Regions from separate parts of the Mus musculus genome. Here region 1 is linked to region 2. A link is a contact called in public promoter capture Hi-C data. All regions are on one chromosome and are shown on one strand. Each heading gives the region's core, a stretch centred on a gene start, on an enhancer-like site or on the middle of the called end of the contact. The rest is flanking DNA. Distances are from core to core; before and after follow the strand shown.

Region 1 (2,700 bases), core at 47-2,546, 170 kb before region 2:
CGCGGAAGCGCATGCGCACACGCTCACCCGCTTCTAATTAGACGCCTCTGCAAGCTCACAAACTCAGGAGCAGAGACATGAGAGTCAGGAGTTCAAGGCAAAGCCTCAGCTACACAGCAGCATTAATCAAGACCAGACTGTAGGCCACAAAATCCTGTATTAAAACAAACAAATCCCTTGAGGGTTCACAAAAAATAAAAAGCAAACATCCTAAAACTTTACCCATAACGCCACCTCCGACCCTAAAAAAAGTCTGTCAAGAAGAGCCGAGGCTTATCCTTCAAACATCAAGTAGACACTCTTGCTACCTTTTGGACTCCCTTCCAGCCTGAAATTCTTGGGAGAGTCTCTAGAAGTTTGGCTGTCTCCTCAAGGCACCGTTTTCCTAACACTAGGCACACACACCAGACTAGTCTTCTGGCCAAGACAAAAGGCAAGCTACATACCTCCTTTTGGAAGTAACCTTCTAGTGTAATCCTCTCTCTCTGATCACCTCTGAAGGTCTACAACAGCCTCCACTGCATTCAGCTTCCTGTACGTGTAAAACCATAGCTCAAATTACACCAAAAACCAGTCCATAGGTCAGTTTCCTACGGGCAGGAGTGGAGTTCCCTAAGGACAAGACGTCTCATTCACTTTTTTTTTTTTTTAAACCGCTGGCGATCAGCCCAGGCCCTGGTTCTCAATAAATACTCAATGATGCTCCTCGTAGTAGTAACAAGAAAAGCGCCCATGTAGTGAGGATTTTAAATATAAAAACACGTTTTGATCATCTTATAAGACAGGTATTATTATCCCCATTGTGCAGGTGAGAAAACTGACTCAGAAATAAGTCCGATCTCGCCGACCTCCCACCACCACCACCAACGAAGAGCGACACACGCAGACGTTCTCTTCAGTTCCTAGCTACTCCGCGACCAACCCTCATAAAATAGGAGCTTTTTAAAAATTACTATTTAAAAGGAAAACTTTCGAGTGAGGCTCCAGAGATACATAGGAATAAAAGCGGAAAGCGCACCCACCCGAACTCGGCCGGGGTCAGAGGGCGTCGCAGGCGCCAGCTCGCGGGCCCAAGGGACAAAGGTCCGGCCCTCTGTCCTTGCCTGGCGTCCCCGCGACCCGTTCCTCGCCGGTCGCCCGGCGGACCGCTCCTCTCCGGGTCACGTTCACCCGCTCTACCGCCGCTTACCTGCCGCCTTGTCGCCTCGTAGAGCCCCGGCCGCCGGCGCGAGCGCCTCCCCGGGGCCGCCTGGCGCCCGCAGCCCGCCGCCGAGCCGTTGCCTAGGCGACGCGACTGCCGAACTCCCGCGTCGCTTGCTCTACGGCGGCCGGGAAGGGACGCGACTGGGAGCAATGGGCGGAGGAAGGAAAGCGGTCCTGAGGCTGGGGTCTTAGCTCTCCAGAGAGGTGGCCAGTGAAAGATGAGCATGGAGGCCATCGAGGCTCTAGGTGAGGGCTTGTCCCTCGGATGTTTATGCCACCAGATGTAGCTTTTTTTTTTTTAATTACTTTTTTGATGGTGGTACACATGCTCTATTACTGAGCTACAAGCCCAGCCCTCTGACTGAAAATAAAGACTAGAAAAATTGATGTGGAGTGACAAATTCCTCTGTCATAATCTCTGAAACGAAGGGGTGTGGCAAAAAAGTAAAAGTTTTTTGTTTTTGTTTTTTTTTGGGGGGGGGGGCACGAAAATTTAAACACCAGAATTAATTTCAGCATGGGAAATAATTAATTCATATTCAGCAATTAGGTTTCCTGGGGGAAATCCTGCAAATATAAGGGACCCTAAGTTCAAAGGGTGCTCCTAGCTGGTGTGGAGCTCGTATCCACTTGGGGGAAAAACTATGAATTAGACTAAATCTGAATTCAGATTAAATCAGTTGATTGCTACCACTAACAGAATCACAGCCTTGGATGGCAGCCTTAGAGCCAAATCAAAAGATTGCCTTGCCAAGGAGTGGCTAAAGGAAGGGTTTACAAAGATGGACATCAGCAGTGGGCATCACAGTTATCTCATGCTTGGTGGAACCCACAGCTGGGGGAAGAACTGGCTTTCCTCCTCTCAGTTGTTTCTCATCCCACTGTACAGAGGGAAAGGGTCCGCCTCATCCCAGTCCCAGAGCCATAAGCAGGTTTACAGAAGCCAGAGCAAAGGGGTTGACTACCTCACAGAAGCAATGTCCTGTTTCCTCTTCTTGTCTCACATAGGGAAGGCCTGTAGGCCCCTAGGATTCTCCTGCATTTTAGGTCAGAATGGCTTCTTAAGCTATTTAAGGAGTTCTTGGTACACCTTAAGTTCCTTAGTTATTATAGGAGAGTCACATATAAATTGTCACACAAGCTAGACCACTCAGGGGAAATGGAAAGTGTCATTAATGACTGAGAGAGTGGTTTCTTCCAGGACAGCCAGGGCTACACAGAGAAACCCGGTCTCGAAACAAACAAACAAACAAACAAACATATCACTAACTTGGGGCTATGTGGTTAAGAGGACCTATCACACTCCCAGAAAACCCTGTTTCAATTCCCAGCAACTGCATGATACCTAACAGCTGTCTGTAGCTCCAGTTTCAGGGGATTTTTATGTCCTCTGGCCTCTGTGGGCACCAGGCACATACATGGTGCACAGACATGCATGTAGACGAAACATTCATACACATAAAATAAAATTCCCCTACACATTTGTCGCAGATGTGC
Region 2 (2,700 bases), core at 66-2,565:
ACCTTGTTCTCCGAAGTACCCAGAAGGCTTAGTGCTGCATCGGGCTCCAAGTAGGAGGCAGTACATAAGAGAACACTGAGAGGGGCCCCATTTCCAGTTGTTAGGCAGGTGGGAGTCTATCAGCTCTCTCTTTTCCTAAAGAAGTCTCTGTGTGCTGTCAGTCTATCTCTCCAGGCTTTGGGGACAATAGTCCCGGGGAGGAGCTGAGATAGGAGGGTATTCCTCCTCCATGCTGAGGGTTTTGGCTGCTGGGAGACTGAGCTGAGAGACACTAATGCTGACTCTTTGAAAAAAGACATCCCAGACTGCCCTGAGATTCAGCTCCTGGCGTTCCTCAGCCCAAGATACCCTGGTGCCTGCCTGTCTTCCACAGAATGAATGGTCTGGGTGTGTCAAGCAACCCCCTCTGCTGAGAGACAATAGCCTGGAAAGCTCCTGTCTCTACCCCCTGCAAATGCCCAGCGTGGAACAAAATTCTCAGACCGCATATCGTGTTATTGGAAACTCCTGCCTTAGCAGCAGGCAGACCTGGCTTGCAATCCAGGCTGGGCGACCTTAGGCAAACCTCTCCTCTGACTCTCAATTCCTTCATTTGGAAAACAGATAAAATGCAGTATTGAAGGAAGAGGGTTCTGTGAAGGGCCCCAAGGCCCTCTACAGATAGTATTCCTCTCTCCCCACCCCCTACCCCAGCCTCATTCACTGAGGATTTATGCAAGGACCTTTCTTTCTGAATCTGTAAAAGGGACCACCCATTTTCACCATTTGCTTAGGCCAGACAGACAGGCAGATGGTCTAGCTCTTCAAGGCCAGCCACCCCAGACCACAGTGAACAATCTGGTCTTGGCTGGATGGTGCACAGGGAAAGTTTGGGACTCACCATATACTCCATGTTGGCAGCAGGTGGGTGTACGCTGGCCCGGATGTGGTTGTGATAATCCAGTAAAGCGCTCATGTCCCGAGCAGAGATGTGGCGCTTCCGGCGGTGCCGGGGCACCCCCAGGCCAGACAGGGGCCACACAGCTGTGTTCTTGGGTCGGCCCTGGACCAGTGTGGTGTTGGGCATCCGTAAGGCCCCCACTGTGTGACCCATCCAAAGGAGAAGGCCTGTGAGGCCCACGATGCTGGACAGAAGAGGCATAGCTGTCTGGGATGGTGTACCTGTCTGGTGCAGTTAGAGCTGCTGCCTAGAAGAGGTGGGTATGAGAAGGCCAAACCCTGAGAACTCTCCTTGAGCACTGCCAGTCTGGAGAATGCTCCTTGGGAACTTGGCAGAGATCCTCTGACCCAGCTCTCGTCCCGATACTCAATCCTTCCTCCTTGCTCCCTGGACTCAGTGGGTTAGGTGATGAGAAGTGCCCAGACAGTGGCTAATTCAGACTGGGCTTGGGAGTGGGAAGTTGCCACCACCTCAAAGCCAGGGCTCTGTCGCATCTGTCCAGGAGACAGACGGCCATCCCCTCTGGCCAAATGCCTTCTTTACCAATCCCATAATGTTGGGCTCAGTAGATGCCCACAGAAGCAGGACAGGCCCTTTTCTGAGTGAAGTGGCCTCAGGATGGACGGGGTGACATGGGAAGGTCAGATGGCAGAAGATGACAGAGGCAGAGAGGACATCGGAGGTCAGAGAAAAAGACAAGGAGAGGCAAACAAAAGGAGACAGAAAAAGGGGGATTCGAAAGAAACAGGAAGAAGGAAGAGCAGAGAGTTGTCATGAAAAGAAACTGTGGCAGAAATGGAGGCAAAGGGAAATAGAATTGAGGAGAGGAGAGGAGGGGAGGGGAGGGGAGGGGAGGGGAGAGGAGAGGCCAGGAAAGGCTAGGGGAAACCAGGCATCAGGTTCTCTGGGGGGCACATACCCAGAACAGGTGGCCCCAGGAGGTGGCAGGAGGTGGTGGAGAAGTCAGGGGACCTCTACAAATACTCTGGTAGTGCAGCGACTTTAAGGTCCCCGGGGAGTGATGGCCTCTGATGTCCCAGCCAGCAGCCCCCTCCTTCTCTAGCCAGCATATTCAGGGAGTGAGGCCCCGCCTGCCTCTCCTGTGGGCTTTCCTCTCCAGCTCTCTCCTCCTGCTCCCTTTGCCATCTGGAATGTGCAGGGGCTGTGGCTGAGCTGCCAGCTGGCTGGAGATAGAGTGATGAGGTAGGGATCCTGGAGGGAGAATCCCATGCATCCATGGAGATCCCAGACCCTTGTAGAACAAGGCAGCAGGAGAGAGTTCTGACTTCTCCCAAGGAAGCCCGTAGCCTCCGGGTGGGCAGATATGACGGCGGTCCAGGTATGAGCATCTAATATGTGCCACACCCTGGGATGAGAGCTTTACACACACAAGCTCAGCCAACATTCAGAGGCGCCACAACCCCTCTCTGTACCATTCTGTAAAGGAAGACTCTGAAGCTCCCAGAGGTGAAGGAAAAAGGCGCCTTCAAGTAGAGCCTAGGTTCAAATCCAAGTCTGTTCCCCGGAGCCCTGTTAGCATGAACAAATGATGTTCTGTTCTGTAGTCAAACAAAATACAGATGTCTGAGGTGAACCCCACTCAGACAGCATGGTGTGTGTGTGTGTGTGTGTGTGTGTGTGTGTGTGTGTGCGCAACAACAAAGCGCTTCAGACCCTGTCATTCCACTCACTGCTAAGCGCCCATGAGCGGTTGATTTGCGGAACTGTTTTATCCTCACTGGTACAGAAGAGCGAATAGA

What was found. Capture Hi-C pulls out chosen DNA fragments and counts their contacts.
Region 1: a contact with region 2 is called in a promoter capture Hi-C map of adipose tissue. The contact joins the promoter of Pkig here to the promoter of R3hdml in region 2. A contact is called at or near these places in 2 of 9 other capture datasets (adipose tissue and liver).

Annotation. Positions count from the first base shown.
Region 1 is chr2:163,656,982-163,659,681 of GRCm38.p6, reverse strand. Pkig (protein kinase inhibitor, gamma) reads right to left here and starts at 1,296. Exons shown (of 4, transcript NM_001039391.2): 1 at 1,190-1,296.
Region 2 is chr2:163,490,933-163,493,632 of GRCm38.p6, reverse strand. R3hdml (R3H domain containing-like) reads right to left here and starts at 1,315. Exons shown (of 5, transcript NM_001099331.2): 1 at 881-1,315. The coding sequence starts at 1,141.